Linked DNA regions of Mus musculus: regions 1 and 3 are each linked to region 2. The links are chromatin contacts, called in public promoter capture Hi-C maps. All regions are on one chromosome and are shown on one strand. The core of a region is the stretch at or near the end of the contact, and the rest is flanking DNA. Distances in the headings are between cores, read along the strand shown.

What was found. Promoter capture Hi-C pulls out the DNA fragments that hold promoters and counts their contacts.
Region 1: a promoter capture Hi-C map of liver shows a contact between it and region 2. The contact joins two enhancer-like sites. A contact is called at or near these places in 11 of 39 promoter capture datasets (the 3T3-L1 cell line, the C10 cell line, the HPC-7 cell line and 6 more), 1 of 15 datasets of contacts at CTCF or cohesin (pro-B cells), 18 of 484 Hi-C or Micro-C datasets (the G1E-ER4 cell line, the HL-1 cell line, Th2 cells and 8 more), 3 of 115 datasets of contacts at active chromatin or transcription factors (CD8 T cells, acute myeloid leukemia and kidney) and 4 of 9 other capture datasets (adipose tissue, liver, macrophages and 1 more).
Region 3: a promoter capture Hi-C map of liver shows a contact between it and region 2. The contact joins two enhancer-like sites. A contact is called at or near these places in 9 of 39 promoter capture datasets (the 3T3-L1 cell line, HPC-7-derived erythroid cells, cranial neural crest and 5 more), 9 of 484 Hi-C or Micro-C datasets (the G1E-ER4 cell line, Th1 cells, embryonic fibroblasts and 3 more) and 2 of 9 other capture datasets (adipose tissue and pancreatic islet).

The regions. Positions count from the first base shown.
Region 1 is chr3:79,220,527-79,223,923 of GRCm38.p6, forward strand. The region is part of intron 1 of 4921511C10Rik (RIKEN cDNA 4921511C10 gene); the gene reads left to right. It also overlaps a transcript of Rapgef2 not described here. Among named protein-coding and RNA genes, the nearest start is that of 4921511C10Rik, 9.3 kb to the left of the region's middle. Within about 2 kb of position 1,330, at least 43 of the 459 cell types and tissues checked have an H3K27ac peak or open chromatin away from gene starts, as enhancers often do. A contact at or near this core is called in liver, where this site is marked.
Region 2 is chr3:79,338,793-79,342,531 of GRCm38.p6, forward strand. It overlaps a transcript of Gm17359 not described here. Among named protein-coding and RNA genes, the nearest start is that of Gm40072, 4.1 kb to the left of the region's middle. Within about 2 kb of position 2,164, at least 5 of the 459 cell types and tissues checked have an H3K27ac peak or open chromatin away from gene starts, as enhancers often do. A contact at or near this core is called in liver, where this site is marked.
Region 3 is chr3:79,443,882-79,447,094 of GRCm38.p6, forward strand. It overlaps a transcript of Gm17359 not described here. Among named protein-coding and RNA genes, the nearest start is that of Gm36442, 67 kb to the right of the region's middle. Within about 2 kb of position 1,415, at least 23 of the 459 cell types and tissues checked have an H3K27ac peak or open chromatin away from gene starts, as enhancers often do. A contact at or near this core is called in liver, where this site is marked.

The DNA of each region.
Region 1 (3,397 bases), core at 80-2,579, 120 kb before region 2:
CGAGTTTTCTGCTTTTTAAATTCAGGCTTTTAACTACCATTGTTATTGTTATATAATTTTGGTGTCCCTGTAACTGAGTATGTACTCTACCACTGAGCTAAATTCACTAACCCTTAAATCCAGATTTTTATTATCAGCTTTAAAGTGAAATGTGACCCATGTACAGTTTATCATCTGTAATCACTATAGCTCCAAATGGCTTGGTTGGAAAGAGGAAAAGAAGAAAGAAATTCTTGATTTTTTTTCAAGGCAGCCACCTAATTTTTCCTCCAATATAGACCAACTAGGAACATATTTAAGGCTGGCAAAGCTAAACAGCATACTGCAAGCTTCCCTCTGGCAACCCAAGAGTGTCATATAACATAAAAAACGGAATTTCCTTCTGCTGCTGAGCATTCAGGGGTCCCAGCTCTGGCATCCACATACAGACGCACATATCCTTCTTAGAACCCTGCACGAAAGCCATTAACTATACTTGAACCCACAGACTTACACACACACACACACACACACACACATTTACATGTTAGTCTTTTAGATGTTTAAAATGCAAGTCTCAAGCTGCACTGCAGACGCTGAAACTCTCCTCTGAAGATGCAGTCTACCACCATTCTCGGATACTTTTTCATCTGAAGATGATAACTGAAATCCAGGGTGGTATATGGTTTCTTCTAAACCTCTCTACTAGGAATAACACAGTTTTAAGGCACCACTAAGAAACTGTATGGCCCTGCATCATTCAGTTCACAGAGCAGCAGCCGCTCTTTAAACACCCTTGCTAGCATTATTTCCCAAAACACACCCCACAGAAGCTAGTGCAATACTGCATACATCATGTCTGAGAGATCCACAGAGCACACTGAAGTCATACAGGAAGAGTCCAGAAACTTCTCCATTGCTAGGAAGGGTGAGGGTACCTACCCCAGGCAGGGCGTGTTTGCACCTTCTAGGGGCATCAGTCAAGCCTCTGGCTTGCAAGCTGCCCCGCCCCACACCGCATTCCCCATTCAGGGAAAGCACCAACAATCTCTTCACCTTTTCCTTTCCTCGCCATGACCAGGGAGGAACCTGATAAAGTCTGTAAAACACACTTCTCCCAAGTGAACAGTGAGCAGGCGGTGGGAGTGTGTGTGTGGAGGGGGGGGGGTACAGAGAAAGAAGAGGGTGTCGTCTCTGCTGGGGTACCATGTGCTTTCTCCAGCACTCTTGAGAAGGGTGGGGAGAAGACAGGAGAAACCGGCCTTCAGTATCATCAGAGAGCTTTGGGAAAGGCCTCTTAATGGGCTCAGACAATCCTCAAAATGGCCACAAGGTGGCAGAATGGATCAACAGCCCTTTCTTGGGACTCAAAAAAGTAAATATATATATATATCTGGTCACAAATTCAGGTCTTTGAGGATCATGAAGAGAACAATGGTTTTTGTCGTGCCTCTGCTGGGGGACACTTTAATACCCCCCCATCTGATTCCCAGCACCCCTGCTGGGTGATAAAAGGGATTTTAACCAGCCTCTCCACCTGCAGGGGCTGATACAGCCCAGAGCAGTTAGAACAAAAGCCGAGGTCACTACACCACAGAGGGGTTTCAGGACAGCACACTTAAAAGTTAGGAATCCAGACCACCAGGTCTTTAACAAATAGCTTAAGTATCTATTTTAAATATCTATTTAAACCACGTGAAAGCAAAATACTGTTTTTTCAAAGTTACTAATTAACACCCAAAAGAAAAGCAATCCTCTGGGGTGGTGATTTCATTAAGTCCACGTGGAAGGTGAGGAGGCGTGGTAACCGGGACACCTAGCTGAAGTCACCTACCCTGAGGCCCAGGTGTATCCCAAGGCTTATCTCAAACCTCGGATTTTTATGACACGTGGGTGAAGAGCAATGTTCAGGTTGCTCTGTGGTTAAAAATTCCTTGGATATTTTCCACAGAAAAAAAGCAACCTATGCATTTTCTTTTTAAACAGGGGTATTGAAAGCATACAGGGCTATCAAGATGGGTCAGAGTGACTGTGTGCTCTATTCATGCCTGACTACCTGAGTTCAACTCCCAAGACCTCCCTAGAGATGGCTGGAGACCCCACACTCCACAAGGTGTCCACATGTTCTCTCCCCAACATGCACCCACTCAGACAATAATAACACGGTGTTTTTAAAGTAATCTTACAGTAATGACTGCCTCCTTAACGCGGGAAATACAAACTGGACTTCAGGATTGCGAAAATTCACCCTTGTTCCATTCCACTTGAACTTGGTGTTAGGGACCTGAGACCAGTCAGGTGTCCATCCAGAGGAGGCAGAGACAATGAGACTCAGGGAAGTCTCCCTCTCCAAGGCTTGCTGAAGGAAATGCAAGCGCTAAGTGAGGTGACTAAAGGAAGCCACAGGAAGTTTTGTTTACAAACTGTGCATTGTTCACGTAGGGAAAATCGTGTAAGCAAGTTGTTTTCACTTCTGAAGATTAGAATTTCTCTTCAGAAGAAAATGTACATTTTACCAGAAATTCATCCCGTGGACAAATGACGTGTTCAAATCAATCACTGCTTGTAAGAGTCTGTGCTTACCTTCAGCACAGTGTCTTAAACACCAGCAGCCAACAGCTTCCCCAACCTCTTAGGGAGAAAGCAAACTTCACATCCGATACCTTCATTTTATAGTGTTTAATGTCTCAGCTCGTAAATTGGAATTTTAATGTTATGAGAATAAATTAACAGAATTGAAAATCTATCTGCATTCAACTGTGCTCTCTGTCACTAAGTTCTCACCGGTTGATGAACAATGATATTTTCAGTTGACATTTAAACATCTGAATAAGCACAACCTCCGAAAAGGTCAATCAGCTATGTACACACAGATACACACACGCACACACTCACTCCAGTGAGTCCCGGTCAATCTTTACTGTTTAACAATTAACCAAACGCCAACTTCCATCCAGCAGTTAAAACACTTAGCTGGCTACACTGCCAATCTGGTCTGGCTCTGGTTACCTGTGGAAGACCTGTCTGGGATCAGGTGGGCTAAAGGGGCCACTGAATTGCCACCTCTCCCAAGAGAACCGTGTCCACACCTCATCCATAGGATGCCTGAGGTTTCTCACAGTCCGTCATCTAACCCCAGAGGTTTGATCAACGGCCCTCCAGTGGTGGCATGCAGAGAGGGGTCTGAAGGAAGGGACACAGCAGAGCAGGTCACTGCGGACAAACACAGCTCCTCGCTGCCTCTTAGCAAATAAATGCATGCACTCTCTGAAGGAAGCAGATTTTAAATATAGAAATTGTCATTGCTGTCATTTTGCTAGGACAAAAGACAAAAATAATTCAACATCTGTTTCTCCCGTCTTGCACGATCTGCAAGGTCGCAAGTACCAATAGTATTACTTATTCCCAAACCTCGTCT
Region 2 (3,739 bases), core at 914-3,413:
CCGAAGGGACAACTTCCGTCATGAAAAGCAGCATTTTGAAAAACGCATTTATTGAAGATTAAAATTATATTTCAATCACCCATAGCCAGAAGCAGTCAGGTTTGGGGATTGATTGATCTTCTCCATTATGAGTATATAATAAGACAAAATGTCCACACTAAACCTTGGGGCTCACCTCATCAGTAAACCAGGGTAATGAGGCCACCTCACATCATTATGTGCAGAAACCAGGAGACTTCCAGGAAAGCAACATGCTACCATGTCTGGCACACACCAGTGGCAGTTATATTTCCTTATGAATCAGTGAAAAAGGCCTCAACAGAAATTATAACAGGGATCAGTAGGAAGACACAGAAAGCACAAGAGCAAACCCTTGATAGATAGATATCACATCACGAGTATGAAAGACCTGCTAGGTTGCTTTGTAAGGGGGAACAGAGCAAAGCACCCTGGCCTGAGAACAAGCAGGGCTGAGCTCTTAGTCCCAGCTGTTTCTGTCTCAAGAGAAGCTTCAACTAGTCTCCTGGGATCGAGTGGCTCATGGGAAAAAAGGAACACCCCATCTCTACCATGGCTGACATCATACTTAACAATGGAAACTCACCATTGTAAGATACGTGGAACGTGACTCACTTGTTTTAATTATTCTTTTGCTTGTTTGTTTGTTTGGTTGGTTGGGATTTTGAGACAGGGTTTCTCTGTGTTGCCCTGGCTGTCCTGGAACTCACTTTGTAGACCAGGCTGGCCTTGAACTCAGAAATCCGCCTGTCTCTGCCTCCTGAGTGCTGGGATTAAAGGTGTGCGCCACCACGCCCAGCTTGTTTTTTGTTTTTTGTTTTGAAACATGTAGTGTAGCAATACAGTGCTAACAATGGAGATGCTTTCTGATTTTAATTTAAATTAATGTGGAAATTGAGCTACATAGACTGAGAGGGAATAGCAATCCTATATCACAGTCCTATTTCACCCAAATTTGAGCCAAATGAGGAGGAGGGAGATGGCTACAGACCCTCTCCTGACACAGTCTTGCAGACTTAAAGATGACAAAATGTAAGCAATGGTCAGTTTACGTTTGCATTTGTCATACATATTTTCTTTCAGGAAAGCATGGTTGGCAGCAGCAAGAGGCAATAACAGGGTTAAAACTTATTGAGTACATACTGTGTCCAGAATATAGATAACCATTTTATACACATCTCATTTATTCTACAGATTGCCATACCCCCCCCCCAAAAAAAGCACTTTGCCAATATTATACATAAGACTTATGGCTTGAAGCCAAGCCTGTAAGTATTCAGTTTACTTTTTTTTATATATATAAATCCAGAACACTTTTATGAGATGTAACAATGTTTGATAATAAAAAAGTGTAAGGAAATTCATGGTATGGTGACAGAACTGTCCTCTCAGCACTTGGGAGGTAGAAGTAGGAAACTTTTGACTTCAAGGTCAGTCTCTGCATACATAGGGAGTCCGAGGATAAATGGGGCACAGCGAGCCATTATCTCACATACCTAGAGTGTATGGAAAGTGATGGATGTGTGTGGCTGAGTGCCAGAGCATGTACAGAGCATGTTCAAGGCCCTGGGTTCCATTTCTACTCTGTATTAGAAATTATGGGAGGGCAAAAAGTAGCTGACATGAATTGCCCTTTAGAATGATATTTACTAAGAGAGTGTGCTTCATGACCACGGGCTGTTTTGTGATTGGATCTTGAAGTGAGACAGCCTTAGAAGAAACAGCACCGGACCATAGACACAGTTTAACTCAATAAGTTCAATGGGGTCACAAAGAGAGCAGGAGCCTTCCCTTCAGATCCCAAAGAACACCACCATTAGGAGAGAGAACGTTATGAGGGTCTGAAGGAAAGATCCTTCAAATCCCTGAACAAAGGTGGTTTCTACTCTTACAGGGATCTAAGGGGTGGCAGATCACGTGACAGCATGTGCCAGGAGGCAGGCACTCGGTAGGACTGTAGTTCAAAGTTGCCTTGTTCCTGATCAGCAAGTAGGGCTGGGGGAAGACTGGGCTTGCTTTTCCCATGGTCTCAGTCACAGCAGCAGCAGGCACCTGTCAGGTCTTCGTCCTAAGGGACAGACTGCATGCAGGCTTGGATGAGCTGACTTTAGCAGGGGGTGTGTCTGTGATCTAACACTACCCAGAAAAGTAATAAGTAAAGAACCTTTGACCCATGAGCCACAAAACTCCCCAGATTGCAAACTGTACTGAGCCCTCTTGCCCCTCTCCTCCACCCCTCCTCCCTTTCCACTTTCCTTTCTCGTTCCCTTTCTTTCTCCTTCCTCCTTCCCTTTTCTTCTTTTTTCCTACTTTCTTTTTGACCCTTGTCCTTCACTTCCTTTCCACTTCCCTTTTCCCTCCCTGGCTTTTCCTGTTAATGCTGGAGATCAAATTCAGAGACCCTTATGCTAAGATCCTGTCTTAATTTCATTCCTTGTTATTGTAACAAAATACTCTGACAAAAGCTACTTCAGGAAGGATTTATTTTGCTCACAATTTCAGGCTACTGTCCATCACTGAGGGGAAGATAAGACAGTAGGAACTTGCAGTGGCAATACATTAACCACACAGTCAAGAGCAGAAAGCAATGAATTCATGTATGCTAGAATTTAGCTTGTTTTCTCCACTCTTATGCAGTTCAGAATCCCCTACCTAGAGGATAGTGCCACAGTGGGTAGGTTCTTCTTTGCTCAATATTGCAATAAAAATAATCACTCACAGATATATCCACAGGCCAATCTAATCTAGATAACCCACCATTGTAACTGTCTTCTCATGTACTTCTAGATTGTATCAAATTGACAATTAACACAGATCATCACAATCTCTATAATTAAGATATAAATTGTTATATAACTATAGTAAATTTGACCTAAATTTACCTATATAGATATTTCTTGTTGTACTTCAGTATTACTAAATTTTCTGATTATAAAAATATATAGCTTCATTCTTTTCTAAACATTAAAATTAGATGTCTTTACAGAGACACTGTGTTGGACTCTACAGTTGTATCTGTTGAAGTGATTATGAGCTCTGAAGTAATTATTAAATTATCAAAGCAAGGGAGTGAGAAGATTTCATTCCTGCTGGGCAGCAAACCTTGAGTCGGTATTGATTCATTGACAACAGTGATTTCTTTCATAGAAATGAGCCCAGAAGCTAACAGAGGTCATCTTTGGTTCCCTACAATGAGCTCAGTAGCTGTCATAATATTTTATGACAAGTTTATAAACATTTTTAACAGCTCTCTTAACCTGCTGTGCAGCATATACAAATCCATATTTAATTGATGTTATCACTTTATCGCTGGTACTGTTACTTTGTTGGTTGGCTTTCTCTTCATGTCTTTGTTTTCTCAATCTTATTCAAGCAAGCTGGAAAGCAGACGTCGATCACATTCACCCCCACCTCTCTGTATGTGGCTCCACACACTCCTTCTCTTCCTGTCACTCCACACTTGGATCAGGTACTTCCCTTTCCTGGGCCATATTGATTCGGGAAAGTGGGGGCTCCTTGAGTACAATAGAGGCTTTCCCTCTCAGCTCAGGTGAGCATAACTTGAGGTGCAGGGGTCTCAGACAAACTAAAAACCATCAAAGCAGTTCTAGGTCAGTGGTTTCCCGGTCTCTGGCCGCATGAATTTTAAGAATGAATTTCATGGGGGCTGGTGAGATGGCTCAGTGGGTAAGAGCACCCGACTGCTCTTCCAAAGGTCCAG
Region 3 (3,213 bases), core at 165-2,664, 100 kb after region 2:
CTTCTGGCTTCTTGGGTAAATGGCATGCATGTGGTACATACACATGCATTTAAGCAAAACGTGTACAGTTTTTTAAAAAATTCCTTGGGGCTGGAGAGATAGCTCACTCACTGTTCTTGGAGAGGACCATGTGAGGAAGCCACAACTGCCTGTACCTCTAGTTCCAGCGCCCTCTTCTGGCTTCCAAAGGCAACATTGCAAACACACACACATACACGTTTTATATATATATATATTATACAGGGAAAGAGACACAGATAGACAGACACCTAAATAGAAAGAAAAAATTTCCTTAAAAAGAGAGGATAGCTTCTTATAAGCCCTGTTCTTTCCATTGGGCAATAGTTATCCTTTGCTTTTAAACGTTTTTCTATCAATAGCTGCCTAATATGTATGTTCTTTTGATCTGTCTGGTTTAACAACAACAATAAAAAAAACCAACCCAACTTTTGTTTTTTAGTAGTGTCTATGATATAGGCTGTTGATCCAGGGTCAAATAAGCACTATTCCAGGGGGAAAGATGAAATGTTTAGAGAGTAGTGTATGTACAGCATAATCATAAATAATTCTAGGGTGGTGTGTCAAGATGGAGAGCCAATCAAAGGAAACAAAGCTGTACTTAACTCACTTAGAATATGTGTGGCACCAGTCTGGAGCATCATGACACGCTGTCCCACCTTCCAAAACCTCTGCCCTCATGAAGGGCTGAGTGGTGATGCCTGGCTGCAGTCAAGGCCAGGCTGGCCTCTGGAGGTGGGATGGAGAGCACCCACAGTAAGGGTAGGGATGGTCTTTTCAAGTAGCCAGCATCTCTGAAATATTCCCCCATCTGTTGCTGTTCATCATCAGCAACCCCCTGCCCCATGAGCCTATGCAGAAGGCTAGCTTGAAAACGGGAAATATGAAGAAATTCATCTTAAAGCTCTCTCTTGAGCGATCTGATGGTAGGTGTGGGCTGCACTGAAGATGTAAAAAGATCCATGTAAATAAAGGTCTCCCGGGAGTGTCCCAAGGAGAGAAGAGAGGGAAGGACTTGTCCCTTAGACAACAAAGGACCTGACAAGTGCTTCTGTATGTGTAGCTCAAAACTTCCCCTTTGCCAATGGGACTTTTTTCACTTCCAGAATTAGAAAGAGCAAATATTGATGGTGCCTTGAGGAAGCAGCCAATGAGAGAGCCATATCCTTAGGGAAGAACTTAAGAGAGAGCAGGTCATTAGGGTCCTCCGCGAAAGCCAGAAATACACGGATACACAATGACATCACTTCATGGTGGGTACGGAAAACGCAAAGCCCCAAAGGAAGCTTGTCTCTGTGAAACTCAAGTGAGTAACTCACTGTGCTATATAGATTAGGTGGGAGGCTGACTCACTGGAACTCAGCACAGTCACTTTGAAAAGTTAACCTCAGAATCCAAGAGACAGCCGCTTAACCACTTATATGGAAGTATTTTTAGTTCCCCAGACAGAGCTCACAAGATGTGGGTCAGGGCAGCAGACAGAAGAGAAAGGGTGGCTTCAGGCACCGTGGGTGCTGGCCGCTTTGGTGCTCCAGAATAAATAGCTATTTTAATCAGCTTATGACAACATTCAAGCCAGTGACCAAGAGGCCACTGAATTGTTTGGTCATGAACCAAAGCAGCCACGGAGTCCACGAGGTCCCAGCTCCACACAAAAGGCAAGACACCTGGAACCAGGGCAGCCCGTCTTCACGGCCCCTCCTCAGCACCTGGAGTGTTTTCTCTGTCACAAGCATCCACAGGAAAGCCAAGCTTGCCCTGTCAGTTTTAGACACTTACGTAAGAAAAGGCCAGCCAGTTTTTCCTGAGTGCTAAAACCTATTTTCTCTCCTCAGCCCATTTCTTGATGTTCAGGCTGCTAGGAAAAATTTGGTCATCTCTGAACCAGCAGTTGTAGCGGAAATATCAAACATTGTTGTGTAATAAAACATTTTTAAATAGTAAAAGAAGTAGTCAATCTAAGATCATTCCCACTGTCTGCCAAGCCCTTCACTATGTGCAGGATCGCCGGCTTTCTAACTGGAGATAGAAAAAAAAATACACTTTTTAAAAATTTTTATTGATGCAAGCAAAATAGACCATAAATGTGTTCTATGTCAGAACCCACTAAAGATACTAAAGACACAGAAACATAAAGGGACTGGGGCTGGGGCTTAGTTGTGGAGAACTTGTATAATGGGGGTGACACTCTTATTCAATCCCACTAACACACACAGAGACACAGACACACACACACAGACACAGACACAGACACAGACACAGACACAGACACACACACACACACACACACACGCTGGGAAGATCACTCAGCAGTTAAGATCACTGGGTGCTTCTTGCAGAGGACCTGGGTTTGGTTCCCCATATCCACAGGATGGCTCACAACCATCTCTGACTGCAGTTCTAGAGGATCTGACGCCCTGTTCTGGCATCTGCAGGCATTGCACATAGGTACAGGTAAAACACTCATACACAAAATGTTTACTCTAAGTTTTTTTTTTTTTTTAACAAATGAGAATTAGGTAAAATTGAAGGTAGTGCTAACAGTAACAGGGCAGAAAGAATTTTAAAAATTTAAAAGAAGGCAATGAGGCTGAAGAGATGGCGCATCAGGTAAGACATTCGCTGCCAACCCTGATGGCCTGAGGTTTGATCTCTGGGGCCCACACCGTAGAAGAAGGGAAATGACTTTGGCAAACTGTTCTTCGGCCTACACACATGCACCATGGCACACATGAGCACACAAAGAGATAAACGTACTTAAAAAAATATGAATGAAATAGCCTGAGAAGTTAGACTGCTAGAGAGAAGAGATTTGAAAACACAAACTTCAAGGACTCCCTGAGGAGGATGTGGCCCAGCACCAGAGAGCTGCTGGGATATCAGACTAGAATGTGTGGAGAGCAATCAGTCTGGCACACGGGAAGGTGATGCTAAGAGCCACCAGGGTGCACTGGTGGGAACTCAGGGCCAAGTAGAGCATGAGGAGGAGGCTACCATAAGCCACTCTCAGTGCATTTAAGGAGCTAAAGGGAACTGCAACCCTATAGGTGGAACAACAATATGAACTAACCAGTACCCCGGAGCTCTTGACTCTAGCTGCATATGTATCAAAAGATGGCCTAGTCAGCCATCACTGGAAAGAGAGGCCCATTGGACTTGCAAACTTTATATGCCCCAGTACAGGGAAACGCCAGG